Linked DNA regions of Mus musculus: regions 1, 2, 3, 5 and 6 are each linked to region 4. The links are chromatin contacts, called in public promoter capture Hi-C maps. All regions are on one chromosome and are shown on one strand. Each heading gives the region's core, a stretch centred on a gene start, on an enhancer-like site or on the middle of the called end of the contact. The rest is flanking DNA. Distances are from core to core; before and after follow the strand shown. Region 1 holds the start of Sgo2b (shugoshin 2B). Region 2 holds the start of Cpe (carboxypeptidase E). Region 3 holds the start of Klhl2 (kelch-like 2, Mayven). Region 4 holds the start of Ddx60 (DExD/H box helicase 60). Region 5 holds the start of Tll1 (tolloid-like). Region 6 holds the start of Msmo1 (methylsterol monoxygenase 1).

Region 1 (2,712 bases), core at 193-2,692, 2.0 Mb after region 4:
AAGGGGAGGTCCCAAGACCTGACACTATTACTGAGGCTATGGATCGCTCACAAAAAGGGACCTATCATGACTGCACCCTGAAAGATCCAAGCAGTTGAAAGAATCAGAAGCAGATATTTGCACCCAACCAATGGACAGAAGCAGCTGCCCCCTGTTGTTTGATTAGGGAAAGGCTGGGAGAAGCTGAGGAGAAGGATGATCCTGTAGGAGGACCAGCAGTCTCAATTAATCTGGACCCTGGAGATCTCTCAAACACTGGACCACCAACCAGGCAGCATACACCAGCTGATATGAGACCCCCAACACACATACAGTAGAGGACTTCCAGGTCTGTGTTCATTCAGAGATGATGCACCTAACCCTCAAGAGGCTGGAGGCCCCAGGGAGTTTAGAGGTCAGCTGGGGTGGGGGTATCCACGTGGAGATGGGGTGGGGTGGGGTGTGGAGGAGGTGTGGAATGTGGAGCAGTTGAAGGGTGGGGAGGGGCGGGGAATAGAATATGGAGTGTAAAAAATGAATTACAGGTAAAATTAAGTAAATAAATGTGAAGACATGAAAGGACTTTTCAGTAGAAAACAATCTGCCCCATGTTAAAATGGTCATGTTTGAAAGCATTAAGCAGATGTGGAAAGAAAGGTGTCAAGCAATTGACAGAAGATGGCTTGGGGGATGAATTTCTGCAACAGGGAGGAAGTTTCCTCCCAACATTTCAACATTAAAGTTCAATTTTTCTGAAGTTTTGCCCAAAGGAAAACGTAAAACTGCAGGGAAGTAGGTAGGCTAAATGCTGGTTTTCACCTCGCAATCTGAGCAGAGAAGCAAGGAGGCTAACTGCAGATCTTCAAATTTCCCTACTTCAAATGCCCCAGACTCATCCACAGCTGTGTGGCAGATCTTCTGCTGTGACCTCTTCTTATCCTCTGACCCCACTTCCCAGGGCGGGGAAATAAACAGACCCTGATGGAACAACTCTCCTTTCCTCCCTCCCGTGGACCCCCCCCCCCCCCCCGCCATGCCATCCCCTAGCTTATAGCGCCTCTCTATTCCTTAAGTGTCAGCTCCCAATACCCAGATCTGAGCCAAGCTTTTAGTTCTGTTCTAAACAAGCTAGGCAGAGGCCCTGCCTGGAGATAGCATCCGTATCTACACGCAAGCAGCCTTTTCAGACCTGGTCACGGGGACCTAGATCCCTTTCCCTCCCAATACTGACCTGAAAGCTACTGTGACCGTCTGCCCAGCTAGGAGCTCAAAGGCAGAACAGAGGTTAGCGCCCTGATCCAAAGCCAGCACCGCGTCCGGCCTCAGCGTCCGGGCCCTCCAAGCCGCTGCAGGAGGTGCCAGGAGTAGCTGCTGAGAAGGGTTCGGGCTCCGCAGGCCTCGCTATCCCCGCAGCCTGGCGACCCCTTCAGCTGTGGGTGCCCACACTTGCCTGAGGACCTCGACAATTCCCGAAGCCTAGGAGTCAGGTTTAAACTCAGCGGGAGACAGCAGTAGCCTCTCCAGCCAATCAGATTCAGAGAAGGCAGCACATAGGTGAAAGATGTAAGAGGCGGGATGCCCTGTAAGCTCTGAGTGGTGCTCCCTGAGCCGAGCCGGGATGCTACCCGCTGCCGCTGCCGCTGCCGGAGAAGGTTCTCAGTGCCTCTCTGAACCTGTGATAGCCATCTCCACCAGCTCTAACAGAAAAGGCGACGCCATGGATAAGTCTGACACCCTAAGGGTTGACAGGCATCTCAAGACCTTCTCAGGACTTTGTGTTGCTCACTGTGAGATTACTTGTCTGAATCTGGTTTCTGCACCCTTGCCCTCCAATCGTGATGTATGTATGTGTGTGTGTGTGTGTGTGTATATATTTATTATATATATATATATATATATAATTTTGAGAAAGGATTTTTAAAAACTGCTCTAATCCATTATGTTAAAAATACAAATAGAAGCCAGGCAGTGGTGGCACACTTGGGAGGCAGAGGCAGTCATATTTCTGAGTTCGAAGCCAGCCTGGTCTACAGAGTGAGTTCCAGGACAGCCAGGGCTATACAGAGAAACCCTGTCTTGAAAAACCAAAATATATAAATAAATAGATAAATAAACAGATACAAATAGGGAGTTTAGAGGTTATGAGCATTTGTTACTCCTACAAAGCAAGCTTTTGTTTACAAAAGCAGAAACAGTGATTTTTGTTAAAGTCGTACAAGACCAGAAAATTACAAAGATTAGCCCTTAAGAACCATTGACATTTGGATGTCCAATTTTGCTTTATAGTTCTCTTAAGCACACACACACACACACAAATTAAACTTTTTTCTTTATGGAATTCTCTTTTAAATTTGGGAATTATTATAGGATTAGTTATTTTCCTTCTGTTTCTTCTTCCAGCCATCTTCAAGCACTTAGGGTCTTCTATCAGGACTGCTCTAAGGGAAATATATACGCTTCATTTATATTTCAAAGGGAAGAGATGTCAGAAGCCATAATGAGACAAGCTAAATACTAGCAGGTGATCATCCTGAAATGGCCTGCTTCAGATTATTATATAATCTGCAACAGGTGAGCCCTTATTAAGCAAGGCTGTAAGGGACTCATTTTAGGAAAGAGTCCTGCTATTAATATGTTTTCCTGTTATTATTAAACATACATAATAATCAGTAAGTAATAGCACAGCCCTTTGGAGCAGATCTCTGCAGATTCACTAAGATGTACTAGCTTATA
Region 2 (2,712 bases), core at 33-2,532, 2.8 Mb after region 4:
AGCCTTTAATACAAATCAAAACGTGCTTGAACATACTCTGACGGAAAATGCCTAACAAGATGACTGCAGGAGATAAAACGTGATCAATCGTGAACTAGTCATCTCAGAGTGGTTAAAGCACGCGGGGAGGGGTGGGGGTGGGGGGGTACTGTTGTTTTCCCTTAGTAAGGCCATGCATGGTTTCAGAATCTGTATGCCTGTTAGAAACCATCTTTTTCTATCCTGGTAGGAAGATCTACATATATGCACACCACACGACATCTAGATCATCAATATCCTTTTTAAAATTCGCCAGCATCCCCAGAGAGTGCACCTAACGCTCACACAAACACAGAGGAAGGTAGGAAGAGCTGCAGCACCCAATAAGCTGGTCCTTTGGAAATTCTCAAATGATAAAAGCCTCTTTCCTGGCTCCTCTGAGACCTCCTTCCTGGCTCCTCTCCTTCTGCACCTTATTTTTCACTCGTGTCTGAGGGGAAGGTGTTTGCCTTCCTGAGAACTCACAATTTTATTCTGTTTAGAGTTTGACCCATCTGTGACGGTGAGCACCGGGGACTCAGCTCTGGGATTTGCTTGCCTGTTATTCCTGTCCCCGTGCCTCCAGCCCCCCTCTAGCCTATGTTCACAAAAAAAAAAAAAAAAAAAACAAAAAAACAAAAAAAAACGGGTCGGAGATGCGAACGATAGGGAGAGGCTGGTGCTCGTTTCCTTCCCACTTTCCACCTTCCATCCAGGCATCCTCCACCGGGAAGCAACTTGGGGCCCACCTCTCCTTCTTCCCGTCCCCGGAGCCCCTGCAGCGGGCAGAGCACTTACCCGGCTCATGGACCCCGGGGTTGTCAGACAGCTCGATGACCAGGAGCTCCCGGCCCTCGAAGCTGCGCCCCACTGTGTAGATTCTGCTGATGGCGGTGCACTGCAGCCATACGGACACCAGCGCCTCGCGCAGCTCTGGATAGCGGTGGTACTCGAAGGAGATGCCGTCCTCTTGCTGGAGCCGCCGGCGGCGCCTCATGCCAGCCGCTGGCGCCCCGGGCTCCTGGGCTTCAGCCGTCAGCAGCCACCCGCCGGCCACCAGCGCGGCACACAGCGCCAGCAGCACCCGTCCTCCGCGCCCGGCCATCGCGTCCCCGCGAGCTGCACTGCCGGCCTCTTTTGTCTGCCCGGGCCCGGGTGGAGTTGGCGAGCTCAGCACCAGCCTCCTCTCGCCTCACCTTCCACCGCTCAATGAACGGTGCGCTCTGGGGCCACCCAGAGGACAGCGGCGACGCGACGGCTCTGCGCGCTGCACTACCCGCCCCGGGGAGCGGGAGCCAGGAGGCTAGGCACAGGCGAAGCAGCCGCCAGGGATGTTGGGTTTATTTCTTGGTTCAGACCCACGTCAAAAGCCAAATGGCGCCAGGGACCACGCAGGTGGAATGACAGCTAAGACCTTGACTTAGGAAGGCTATTGTTAATGAGAGGGAACCACGACCCAAGATCATCCTTGTAGAAAACACATTCTTGGGTTGTTAACAGGGCCTTTTGATTTCCACCTAGATGCATCAGAATGCGGGGTGGGGGTAAGAAACAACCCGCTGCTTGCCTGGACATCACTGCAATAGTGGAAACTTAAGGGATGCGATTTCATCTACAGCAAGGTCTGGCTAGAAGCCAGAACACTGTGTTTTGATTTAAAGGTGCTTTCTACCAATTTACAGATCCTGCATTTAATTGTATTCAGACACACTCCAAAACCTTTCTAGGGGGAAAAAAAAAAAAGAAATGGGATAAGACGGTGTCCTTTACAAGCAGGACCTATACCACTCATCTTCTGTGATATCCTGGAAAAAAAAAAAAAGACTCTGCTCATGAATTAGACAAAGGATTTCGTTTGGCATTCTGATTCAATCCTGAAATAGAGAAAAATCCGATACAGACAAATGATATATATTGTCATCCCTTTCACAAAGTGACTGCAAACGGATAAAATCATGGGCTTAAATGAGCACCCTTGGGCAGGGCTTGTGTTTTTGGAGCAACATCTGCAGCAGATGTTACTCTACAAAGGTTGCCATTTGGGTGTAACATCAGCACGGATCTGAACACGTGATCATTGAGTATGACCACCAAAAAGAAAGACTGAATGAAGACCAGCTGGGGAATGTTTCATGAGGGACATTTTCCCTCGGATGCCTCTTTCTCTGCTGTCTAATAATACCCTGTCCTGAATAAATCTGTCACCTGGAAAGGAAAGGAATCCAGGTCTATAATAGTTTCATTAGGTTTGTTGTTGGTTTGTTGTTGTTGTTGTTGTTTTAACTGAAGTTTGAAACAGTGGAAGTGCCTTCTCCTACTGACTCCTTGGTCTCAGGAGCAGCTAGAGGACAAAGGGAGTCCAGCTGCTTAGAAAGTGATATTAGCAAGACAACAGGTCGTCATATGGCCTCTGTGGCTCTCAGAAGTCCCCCTGTCTCCGAAAGCTGACCTGTGACAGACATGGCCGCCCACACCTCACCCACCCCATTCCCACCCCTGAGAAATCCTAACCAACCAGAGTGCTATAACTAAGGCACAGAATGTTACCAGCACTGAGTGAAGAAGGCAGGCAAAAATTGTCTGTCACACATTCAGGAACAAACGTAGACCAAAAAGGGGAGCAACTGTAGGCATCCAGCTCATCTTGAGAATTTCACAAATAAAATAAGTATTACTGTCTCGGGGGCTGGAGAA
Region 3 (2,939 bases), core at 214-2,713, 2.9 Mb after region 4:
ACTGCACATACAGAAACTGTGGATCTATCATCCCATGTGATCTCATAAAAGGACTCAAAATACAAAATACAAAAAGAACAAGAAAAAGAAATGTTCAGCCCAAACCAAATATCCTTATTTTAGCTGGAATCCTGCCAAATAGGCACAAGAGGCTGGTGACGACAACGGTGATAGAAGGAAACTGGCTAGCCGAATCTCATTGAAAACCGATAAGGTTCCATGAATCAGATCGAATGAAAAGGTTCACCCTTTTTGGAGAGAGGTTTGTCTGCGGTTTGAAAGTCAGATCCAAAGGACTCTGTACTCCTTCATAAAGGTTAAACTGATGAAGGTGGCGTGGGGTGGGAGTGGGGGTGGGGAGGACGAAACGTTCAAACTCCCGAAGATTTACAGGCCACTTTTTCAAAAAACAAAAATCCTTGTACAGAATAACATCTTCCACATGATTTTTTTCTTTAAAGCTCTTATTTCTAGAAAGTAATTTTGTTGCAGGTGATCTTGAATGCACTTGGGCACCAAGGAAAAAAGACACCTGTGCCTAACAGGTCGGTAACACTACCAACGTGCCCCGGGTACCAAGGGAACGAGAGATGCTCTGATTTCTGGATAAAAGATTTTCTGCAGTGCCAGGTAGGAGATCACATGCCCTAAAACGGCCGCAGCTCATTTGGAGTGATGTAAAAGCTCCTTGGATATTAATTTTATTAGAAATTCCAAGAAGCAAGCAACCTCAGATTGCATTCATTTTAGACTCCAGGCGTCTGGTACTTTCCAGTTTCCTCTCGCTCCCTACTAGCAAGGGGTAGGCGAGATGGGCAGCAGCAGCCCATGCATTCCGGGGAGGGGGGAGGTGGGGTACCGACAGGGCGATCGTAGCCCACCACCACCACCACCACCACTCCCCGCGCGCGCACACCCCGCCAAGCCCCACGCACAGCTCCATCCCGAACGTTCAATTCGCCCCGGGACTAAGAAGCCCCTACCCACGGCCGGCCGGCCTGGCAGAGTCCGGTCCCGCGGTCGCCCCCCGGACTGCGGGCGCCGCGCCCCGTCACGCCCCGCGCCTCCCCTCGCCCGCCACCCCCCGCGATCGCGGCGTGTCCTCCGCAGCGCCGCGCGCCCTCCGCAACCGTACAGCCCTCCGCCGCGCGCCCGGGCGCCCGCTCACTCACGCGGGAGGCAGTGGCGGCGTCTCCATTGTGGCTCCTCGCGGGCTTCAGAACGCAGGCAGCGACCGCCGCCGCCAGCACCATACCAGCCGCGGACGCCGGCACTGTCCGCCCGCCCAGCCCCGTTCCATCCGCCCCGAGGGGGCGCAGCGCTCCTCACCGCGCGCCACCACCTGCGGCGGCGGCCCCCGCGGCCATGGCCCGTCGGCCCCGCGCGCTCGTGTGCCTGGCGCGGCTCCCGCGCTCCCCCGAGTGCCGGGCGGCGACGGCGGCGGCGGCGGCGGCGGGACAGGCGAGCGGGCGAGCGTGCTGCTCGGCCACTTCCGGGTTCTCCCGGCCGGCGCCGGCGCCGTGACGGGCGGGCGCTGCGGCCTCCCGCGGCGGAGGGACCCCTCCCTCGGCGCCGCCCCTTCCTCCGCGGCGTCTGGAGGAGGAGGCGGCGGGCGGACGGGCGAGCGCGCGCCCGCGGGGGAGGGAGTAGACCCGGGGCCGAGGCTGGGAGCTCGGAGGCGGGGAGGGCTCGCGCGGAAGGGGTGCTCTCCGGTGCACCGCTTGCTCTGATTCACCGGTGTGTTCACATCCTTGTCTTGGCGTCCGAGTGCCTCCCCCACCCCCGTGGGGATGCGGGGGAGGGCAGACCATTCACTGCCTTTCCGAAGGGGGAAACCGAGGCAAGACGAGATAGATCGGCCTGACCAGTGTCCCAAGCCCGAAGCTAGCGGGCGTCTTTCCTGGGTGTTCCTAATCTGGTCCTTGGACAACTGAGTTGAGCACCTGCTAGGCTGAGCTTGGGGACGTGACTGAGCAAACGTGGGTCGTTTAGCTTAGCTAGCTGCCCATCTGGACGTGATAAGAGAAACAATGAGCCCAGGATGTCCACTGGGAAGAAGAAGAAACGGCGGTGAGATAGGGCGTGCTGTTTGATGAGGAACGGTCCGGAAGGCCTCTTGGGGTATCAGTTAAACAAAGATGAATTAACATGAACCTTGAACCACTCAAGGGGTGGGTGAATGTCCAGGGCTAAGGCAAAATCAGTGAAGATCCCTGTCAGCAAGATGCCTGTCACATTGAGAAAAGGCAGGAGGGTTCCGAATTCTCCACCAATGCCTGCTAGCGGAAGAAACACCTGGGAACTTAGAGATGGGAATTCTTCAGTTCCACTCCAAACTTACTGTCTAGGCACCCTCGGGGTAGAGCCAGGATTCCAGGCTTGAAGGAAGGCAAGGTCTGAGACTCTCTACTTACTGTAACTGAGGCAGTACTAGACCATTACTGGCCAAATGGTTACCGTTAGTTGTATAAGTGATACACTCGCGGAGGGAAGGGAGCAGGCAAGTTTAGTCTAGCCAAAATACAAAAGAAAGATGGCTGAACTGGAGTCAGAGGGATTGAAAGAAGTGGTCAGATTCTAGATGATAAAGTGCTCAGTAAGAATTCCGATGGATTAGGCTTCAGGAGAAGTAGCGTCCGGAGTGAACTTAAATTTGGAAGTTGACCCATGTAGATCGTATGTACAGTCACAAGACTAGTTGAAATAAGCTCTGTAATGTAGCTACAGAAAAGACCAAGACATGATCCCTGGGCCACTCCAGCATCACACGAACGGAGTGCTTGCCTGAGGGAGCACAAGGCTCCATCCCTAGCACTGCCAATAAGTACTTAAATAAAATAATTGCAAAAGTGTTGGTGTGTGCTTATAATCCCCGCACTCAGGAGGCCAAGAAAGGGTGCTCAGTGGTGACTTGTTTTAATAAAGAAAATATGCCTTGC
Region 4 (2,908 bases), core at 143-2,642:
CAGCCTACCCCCTGTGTGCTATAATTGTAGACTTTTGACTTGAAAACCCTGTTTTCTCCACCGAGAGCTCTCCTGAGGTGCCAGCTTACTCTTGGTCAGCTGGCTGTGTAAAGAACTCACAGTGCTCACAGTTGGCTTAATAAGCATGGAGATTTGTAACCTGGAGTAGATTATTTCAATTTCATTCCTTGGTTTGTGGTTTTCCATCATCTTCATAGAGTCTTGCTAGAAGACTACATATGTAATCAAATTACCAGCCTGAATTTCTGCCTCTGTCACCACATTAAGAACCTGCTTATGATTATTTTGGGCCCACCTGAGATAATCCACTTATATCATGCTCCTTGGTTTAGGCTATGCGTGCAGTATCTATTACCACAGTTACCACAGTCTCAAGGAATTAGGTCGCTGACTTAAATTGGAGGGAACAGGAAAGGGTGACATTTTCTCACCCAGGAGGACAAAGCCTCAACAAAGCCCAGACACCTCTACCTTTTCAGGTAGTATTTTAATGTAAAGGAGGACAGAAAGGGTGGGACCTTTTCTTACTGTTACCAAGGAAACAGGGGCTAGGTCAAAAGCTGACCATGAGGGAAGGGTCCATTCTTAATGGCCTTCAAAACAATGGATGTTTCTCAAGTTATCTCAACACATTGCATTCTGTTGCTCTTTCCCCATGGATGAGAGTTCTGCCAGTGCCTGACAAAATAGCTTTTGGTCCCATTGTTGTCACGGTCACCCAAATGCAAGAGTCCCCCACTTTCTAGAATTCCAATATTGAAAATAGAATTGTCATATTTAGAGCCTTCCTAAAGTTCAGCAAGCATAGGATACTAAGCAAGCCAGCTTTCAAACCCAAATTTCAGGTATTGACAGGTAAAAAACCAAGCCAAACCAAATCAAACAAAATCAAAGGAAAGAAAAGTTATTAAGGCTGAGATAAAAGTAGGCTCCATTTTCAGCTTGTTTAGTAGTGCCATTCGGCTAAAGAAGATCCCAAATGGATTAATCACAGGCTTCAATAATAGACTCATGTAATCTCAAATTCCTACCTACCTTTAAAATACTACCTGAAAAGGTAGAGGTGTCTGGGCTTTGTTGAGGCTTTGTCCTCCTGCTGTCGTTAGCACAGTAGGAGCAATTGGCACAGCGCCCGGAGTTCTGCTGCTACAGCCTCTCCAATGTTGCCTTGCTTAGATGTCTCCAGATTTCCCTGTCAAATCCTCCTCCTTACCTCAAGAATCCCAAAGCCTCTGGTTTTCCTACCTTAACAGTACTAACTTTACCAAAGGATGCGCAAAGCTGCATTCACCAAATGCTCTTTGATTAGTGATGAATGGAAACCGAAACTTAAAGCTTCTGGGAGCAGAAGAGAAACCGAAACTATCCTTCACTTATAAAAGGCGGCCTGAGAGACTCACAAGTTGCCACTTTTTGGAGCTAGCGATTGGTCTTAGGTCTCCTGTGGTCGACTGTGTGCTTGCTTGTTACCTGCAGCGCGGACCAGCGCGCTCAATACCTGCTGCGCAGACCAGCGGTTCTCTGCACGTAGCAGGTCCAGGTTCCCGGTCTGGGCTTCCCGGTGAGGCCAGGGGGTTGCTTCTGGGCTCGCCAGGGGATTGTAGGGCGTGCCTAGGTCAGAGTATCCCAAAAGAGGAGCTGGAGCGGAGCTGAGGGGACAGCACTAGGAGGTAGCTTTCAATGGGCAGTGGAGCACAGACCCACCTACCCCAGTGGCCAGTACTCGGTGGACCACAGAGGGAAGAGGTCTGAGTGGTGAGTGGCAGGGAAAAAGATGCCTGACTCAGTCTCTTGAGGATCCTTTGTAAACGGGTAGCTGGGATAGGGATCAATAAGTAGGGGCATTGGGGTGTGTGCACAGCCAATAAATGTTGAACATCCCCACCAATAGTTTTTCTCCTAGGTGCCGAATCGAATCGGGGCCCTACTTCAGGCTTCCAGAGCTAGAAGCAGAATGTGAAGAAAAACCCAGATGAATTGTAGTTGCCCTGAAATTGCAGTGGCTAAGACAAGTTATGCTTTACTGCAGAAATGCATCCCCCCACCCAATCTCTTCGTATGCTAGCCCTAGCAGTCTCCCTGGGCTTCCTGGTACTCCCCATGGAACCCAGGTTGGGCCAACTTGGAGTATCCCGCTGCCTCAGTCTCCCTGTTTGAGTCATCTGAGATTTAATGTATTCATGTGTAAGGAGCAGGGATTGATTTTCTGTTTCCTCATCACAAATCAGCACAAACTGAGTTGCTTTAAACACAATAGGTGTTTTATTTTACAGATTCTGTTTAGGCACAGGCTAAGTGCTTTTTGCAAAGCCCAGCATAGAACTCAAGATGTCTGCCAGGGCGGAGCCAGGTTCTGGGTGCTCATTTTGGTTCCTTGAGGTCAGTAAGAAGTCTGGAATTCTCTGATTTCTTGCAAGTTGTTGATTAAGGGTAACTCAGAGTCTGATACCTTCCATTGTCACACTTCAGGTCACTTCTCACAGGTGGCTGTACTTTCCAAGGATATAGGAGGCTTTCTCAATTAACTAACATGCCTCATTACCAGAGAGACTGTCCTGGTAATAAGGGTGTCAGGACGCCCAACATATATATACGTATATACATATATGCATATATATATACATATATACATACATACATATATACATACATACATACGTACATACGTACATACATACATACATATATACATATATGCATATACATATACACATATACACATATTCATATATACACATGTATGTGTATGTATCAGGTCTATCATGTTTTGCAGGATTTTGTGACAATTCTTGTAATTTCTTTTCATAGTGAGTAAAAGAATGAGAAATCAGTAAATAGCTTTTAGATTCACTTTTTAAGTGTGTGTGTTTGTTGATGTGTGGGAATA
Region 5 (2,700 bases), core at 115-2,614, 2.3 Mb after region 4:
ATAACTGGGATCTTATCTACAACTGAGTTCTTTTAAGGTTGTCACAACACCCTTCTGGTCTGGAACTCACACTTAAACTCTTGGTAAAACAAGGAGTGTCCAGAGGCAGAGATGCCATCTCCACCCACCTTTTGGAAAACTCTGCCTACTCGGATATGAACAAACTCTGGGAAACCTCGTCCTGGAACAGCGGAGGTCTTGTCCCTTCCTGGTGCATTGAACCCGCTGCGTGCTGGCATTTAAAACCCACAGAAGCCAGCTGTGTTTATGACTTGTTTAATTTCACAGGGGATGGGGGAGGGATCAGAAACTACAGGACGGGACGTTTGCCTTAAGCGATGGGGGACCAGTGCTTGGCATCTGATCCTACTAGCACAGAACTCCAGGGAACTTGGGCCGCCGCGCAGGGTGGAGAGCCGGGAGGAAAAAGGAGAGGGAGAGAGGAGGGGCAACGATGGAGGGGCTGAGCAGGAGAGAAGGAAACAGGTGAGCTCTCATTGCCTCTTGAAGGAGATTCCAACGTCTTGGTCCCCAGCAGCGCACCACAGTCCCAACTTAGACAGGCACTTACCAGCTTTGCACGGGTCCTTGTAATCTATAGGCTCCGTTTTGTCCTCTTCGTTCCCATCAAAAGTGTAATCATAATCGAGGCCAGCGCAGACCCACAGCACCCGGGAGAAAACAATACCCGAGACCACCAACCACAGGAGCATCCTCGGGGAGAGCGCTTGCAAACCCATCCTCCTCCCCTAGAGGAAAAGGAGGGGACCAGACCCGGAGGGCCGCGTGGATATGCGGGGCTCTAGGGACAGTGTTCTTATCCCGACTGGGAAGCTCCTCGGAAAGACCTGAATGTTCAGGTGTCCGGAGACATGCGGATGTCTTCAGGACGCTAGAGAGGGCAAATGTCTCCCTGTCTCCCCCGGATGCTGGGGAACTTGGCCGGGGGCCCGCGGGTGGGCGGAAGGCAGGTGAGGAGCTCGGCGCAGGGCAGCCGCAGCCAACCCGGCTCGGTCTAGGTCGTCCTTCCAGCGGTCGAACTTCCCGCGATCACGACCGGCCGCGGCGAGAGGCGCACGGCGGGCTCAGCTGCCACCGGAGCTCCGGCTCCCGCGCCGCGCCCCCGCCGCTGTCAGGACCCCGCGGCCGAGAGCGAGCTGCAGCCGCCTGCGCCCGCCGCTGCCACCGCCGCTGCTCGGGGAAGATGAATCCGGTCTGCACATCAGCACATCTGAACTGAAAGGGGAGACCGAGGAAGGGGGTGGGGGATAGGCATTTCTACGCCGCCAGACCTTAAAAGCCTGCCGAAGCTAGGGAAGCTCCCGACTGCCCGGAGAGCAAAGGGGTGTGAGGATTTGGAGTGCCTCTTTCCCCCCCTCTAGGCTGTCTTTTTACCCTCTTCCTAACTTGAAAAAAAAAAAAATCTTCGCAGCATCTAACCCAATCACTCGCATCCTGCTTACTTATTCATACAATCAGGGTCAGGATCCGGGCCACAGCCTCCTCTCTGACTTCGTTTGATAGCCTTATACAAACAAACAGACACGAGCGCGCTGACATTTCCATTTCTATTTTACTAAAGATAAAAAACCGAATGCATTCCGCATTTGCGTCCACGAACAGCAATTAATAGATGAGGTACGTGTCAGTGCAGAGCGCCAGACCGGGGGTGGCGCGAGGGATCGTGACAACTTCGCTGCAAATCTCTCTATCTTGCCCCCACCCCACCCCCAGATAAATAGGCGATGTGTGTTTCTTTCCCTTGCTGCTGTTTAACCTTCCTACCTCAAGAGTGGAAGGAAAAGTATCTGACCTTTCTCTGTTTGGGTAAGAAAACAGGCATCTGTGCAAAGGCAGTCTCCTAACCAACAAAGTTTTACTAAGAACTAGAGAAATTAATTTTTTTTAAAAAAAATCGAGTTCCAGATCGCACCAGCAGGAAACGCTAAGCCCTCGCTGATGGGCTGGAGCTAGGGCTCACGTGGGCGCAGGAAGGGAAGTTGGAATACTCGCCTCGCAAATTTTCTGACAGTTCTGGCGCCCATGCCCAGCGCCTCCTAGTACCCTTCGGCTTCACTTGTTTGATTTCCTCCCTAGGACAGGGTGTAAGAGCCGGCAGCTGGATCAGAGAGGTAAACCACTCCTCAGCCTAGCAGACTCAAGACAAACACAGGTTGTGGGAAATTGGGGAAGGGAAAAAAAAATCAGAGGAAATCTCTGCAAAAAAGCCCCTGGTGTGAGCAATTCCGAGGTTTCCCCACATCTGTAAGTAGTTTCCAAAATAGGTGAGACGACTTCCCCCACCCCCAAGCTTCCGGGAGCCCAGAGAGCTGAGAGCTTTCCTTTTCTAACAATATCTTTTACTGTCACTTTAGCAGGGACTGTCTTCTGGTGCCTTTGTATCTTTATTAGAGGAACCCATCTCTATTCCAAGTAGCCATTTAGGCAAAAGTAAGGAGCCAGGGAGCCATGAATATCGGAATCCTCTGTCTGTCTGTCTGTCTGTCTGTCTGTCTGTCTGTCTGTCTTTGCCTATCTGTCTCTCTTAGGATAGGAAAAAACCACCTTTGGCTTGGAGATGCGACTACTCTATACTTGCTGCAGAAAAGCAAGCAGATAATCTGGACAACATACTGTTTTCTACTTGAAGGAAAAGGGTAGGAGGTAGACTGGAGGTGATTGTTTCTCGCTTGGCAAAGT
Region 6 (2,792 bases), core at 26-2,525, 2.8 Mb after region 4:
CTCTCTCTCTCTCTCTCTCTCTCTCTCTCTCTCTCTCTCTCTCTCTCTCTCTCTGCCTGTCTCTCTGTGTCTCAAGATCTGTGTCTTAAGTTGGGCTTAAAACTATGAAACTAAGGACGACCTTGAACTCCTGATACCCTGCTGAGATTACCAGTGTTCGCCCACACACTCAGCAACCATCAAGATTTGACATTTCTCCATTTGACATTTTTCCTAGTCTCATGGAATGCTGGTTGATACCCATCATCTGTAACTCTTATCCTGATTTAGATTCTGATTACCCAAAAGGCTGCTGGCCTGGATCAAACTTGAATGCATCCTACAGTGCCTCAGGTGCCCATCGCAAACACGCTTTAATGCCTAACTTGAGAAACTTCATCACCTCCAAAAGAGCTGTTCTAGTCTCTAACTCGGCATCCTCGACTAAGTCTCCCAACTTCCACACAATGCTGAGACAGCGTTCAGTTACCTCAAGTTCACGCTCCGTAATGAGGAGAGGAAAACAGGGCATGTAGTTTTAAACAAAGTGTCAGATAAAGTGATCAGACAGGAGAGGGGAAAGCAGGCTTTGCTGAAATGAATATCCTGCCTTTTCAGTTTTGAGCAGCCTGCTTGCCTGGAAATTCGATCTGAATCAGGTAGACTAGATCCTCGGATTTCAAAAAATAAAAAGGATGAAAAAAAAAATGTATTCGTAGGATAACTTAACTCCTGGCTGACGATCCCAGCCCCTCTTTCGGCACTGCAGCTTAGAGAAGCCTTAGGCACAGGGTCAGGATCCATTTAAACATAAGTTTAAACCTTCATGGTTCAAGCGCGGGTAATTCTCCTAATGTGAAGCCCAGACCTCTCGTCCATGCACCCCTCTCTCACATGGAGCCACATCCTACAATACCTCTGGGACAGCTTCCTAGATCCACAAACACAGAACACACCCTACTCCCCCACTTGGTGATGGTGTTTTTGTAAAAAGTTTTTAAGACTCAAGTCAATGAACCAGACTCCAGGTGATTGCAAACTCTTTAAAGGGCAGGAAGTGTTGTCATTCCAGTTGCATCACTTGAGAACCTAGGCTCCTTGCCTGGAGTCTCGCACAGCCCACCCAGGTTCTTCCCACCGCATCCTTACCGGCCTCAGCCGGACACCACCCTGCTGGTCCCCGTCTCAGTCGCCCTCCACCCGGATCAGGCTAGAGAGCGCCTTACCTGGCGTCCCCGCGACAGACAGCGGTCTAAGCGCAAGTCCTGGCAGGTGCAGCGGCCTCCTCACTACCTCTGCCGGCTCAGGGGCAGGGCCCGGAGGCCGGGCCCCGGCTCGCCTGTCGTAATTGGTCCGCCCCACTCCCGCCCTGCCTTCGCCGTGCAGTGATTGGTCCGTGCTAAGGCCCGGCAGCGTGTGACTCAAGTCAACGAAGCCCTAGCGGCGCCAGTCATTGGCTGCGCGGATGGAGTGAGAATAGTGAGACCCGCGCGGCCAGCCAGTCGTCCGCGCGGCAGCGCAGCTGGAGGCGGGGCGCCGCGCGAGCGCGTGACGGCGTGACGGGGCGGGGCAGCCGCGCGGACCCGGCGTCGCCTTGGCAACCAAGCGGTGGGTTCCTAGGCGCCCAGTGCTGTGGGTGCGCTGGGTTGTAGCATCTTGCTACTCACATTGGCTTGGCTTCATCCAGAACCCGGGGAAAAAAGTGGTATATATGTTTTAAAGACTGATTTGAGTTTTTGGTCTTGCTTTCCTGTAGTTTATTCTGGATTTCGATCTTTCTTTTTTTTTTGAAAATGACACTTATTTCTTATTATTTATACTAGTATGAATACTACATTTATTTTCACTTTAAACTGGTCCACATATCATATAGTTTAGTTATAATAGTTTGAATTCCATTATAAATAATTAATTTTTACATACTAAATTTATTCTTCAAATTTATTAATGTATCCTTTTTCTTACACTCACAGAGCCAGAGACACAGAAAGCTAGAGAGACAGAGAGATAGACAGATAGGTATGATGGGGCTTGAGGGAGTTATAGTTGGGGAATGAGGGGAAAATATGGTCAAGATAAACTGTATAGATGGATGACATTTTCAAATAATATAAAATAATAAAAACAAAATCAGTGATGTAAGTTGGATTTTTTTTAGGCTACCCTGGAGTTTTTAAAAAAATCACTTTCTAATATTTATTGTAATCAGATTAATAAAACTAGGAATTAAATTTTCATGTTAATAATATTTTTGAGACATAAATATGAAAATGATATTAAGGTAACCTGACAATTTATATGTAATGGACAATTTTGTGTATTAGATTTCGATCTTCCTTAAGACAGGTCTCGAGTTATAGTCTGGCCTTTGAGCTGGATACGTAACCTAAGGACGGCCTTGACCTCTAGTCCTCAGGCCTTGGATCATCCATCTTGCCCCCCACGTACTTTAATAAGTGAAGCTTTTTTCAAAGTTCTATTCTTTTTATCTCATTTAGTGTCTGTCTGTGAGTGTGTGTTCACAAGGGGAGTTTGTGCTTCCTTCTGCTTTGTGCTGCTGAGGGTTAACCTCATACGCTCAGGCTTGTGCTGACTGAGCCTGGCAACTATCTTTTAATAAATCTCTGCACATGGACCATAGGGTACTAGTGCAATATAGATCCTGCAATAGCTGAGGGATGCCAGCATTTCCCGTGTTGCAGATTGAGAACAAAGCTCAGAGAGGCTAGGGGGAGGGGCACATGTATGCTGAGGCCCTGGCAAGGCAGCTCAGGGGTAGAGTTTATGCTTAACATTCTAGGGGGCTGAGTTCC

Evidence for each region. Promoter capture Hi-C pulls out the DNA fragments that hold promoters and counts their contacts. Capture Hi-C pulls out chosen DNA fragments and counts their contacts.
Region 1: a contact with region 4 is called in a promoter capture Hi-C map of hippocampal neurons, with 9 times the contacts expected there. The contact joins the promoter of Sgo2b here to the promoter of Ddx60 in region 4. A contact is called at or near these places in 3 of 39 promoter capture datasets (the 3T3-L1 cell line, hippocampal neurons and liver).
Region 2: a promoter capture Hi-C map of embryonic stem cells shows a contact between it and region 4, with 9 times the contacts expected there. The contact joins the promoter of Cpe here to the promoter of Ddx60 in region 4. A contact is called at or near these places in 2 of 39 promoter capture datasets (embryonic stem cells and liver).
Region 3: a contact with region 4 is called in a promoter capture Hi-C map of pre-B cells. The contact joins the promoter of Klhl2 here to the promoter of Ddx60 in region 4. A contact is called at or near these places in 3 of 39 promoter capture datasets (the C10 cell line, liver and pre-B cells) and 1 of 9 other capture datasets (adipose tissue).
Region 5: a contact with region 4 is called in a promoter capture Hi-C map of hippocampal neurons, with 4 times the contacts expected there. The contact joins the promoter of Tll1 here to the promoter of Ddx60 in region 4. A contact is called at or near these places in 3 of 39 promoter capture datasets (cranial neural crest, embryonic stem cells and hippocampal neurons) and 2 of 115 datasets of contacts at active chromatin or transcription factors (astrocytes and embryonic forebrain).
Region 6: a promoter capture Hi-C map of adipose tissue shows a contact between it and region 4, with 2.6 times the contacts expected there. The contact joins the promoter of Msmo1 here to the promoter of Ddx60 in region 4. A contact is called at or near these places in 2 of 39 promoter capture datasets (embryonic stem cells and liver), 2 of 484 Hi-C or Micro-C datasets (CD4 T cells and muscle stem cells), 2 of 115 datasets of contacts at active chromatin or transcription factors (bone marrow-derived dendritic cells and large pre-B cells) and 1 of 9 other capture datasets (adipose tissue).

Annotation. Positions count from the first base shown.
Region 1 is chr8:63,950,728-63,953,439 of GRCm38.p6, forward strand. Sgo2b (shugoshin 2B) reads right to left here and starts at 1,443. Exons shown (of 8, transcript NM_001195687.1): 1 at 1,211-1,443.
Region 2 is chr8:64,691,827-64,694,538 of GRCm38.p6, forward strand. It overlaps Cpe (carboxypeptidase E), which reads right to left and starts at 1,283. Exons shown (of 9, transcript NM_013494.4): 1 at 817-1,283. The coding sequence starts at 1,123.
Region 3 is chr8:64,848,461-64,851,399 of GRCm38.p6, forward strand. It overlaps Klhl2 (kelch-like 2, Mayven), which reads right to left and starts at 1,464. Exons shown (of 15, transcript NM_178633.3): 1 at 1,173-1,464. The coding sequence starts at 1,198.
Region 4 is chr8:61,926,695-61,929,602 of GRCm38.p6, forward strand. It overlaps Ddx60 (DExD/H box helicase 60), which reads left to right and starts at 1,393. Exons shown (of 38, transcript NM_001293783.1): 1 at 1,393-1,582.
Region 5 is chr8:64,204,644-64,207,343 of GRCm38.p6, forward strand. It overlaps Tll1 (tolloid-like), which reads right to left and starts at 1,365. Exons shown (of 21, transcript NM_009390.3): 1 at 572-1,365. The coding sequence starts at 740.
Region 6 is chr8:64,732,303-64,735,094 of GRCm38.p6, forward strand. It overlaps Msmo1 (methylsterol monoxygenase 1), which reads right to left and starts at 1,276. Exons shown (of 6, transcript NM_025436.3): 1 at 1,206-1,276.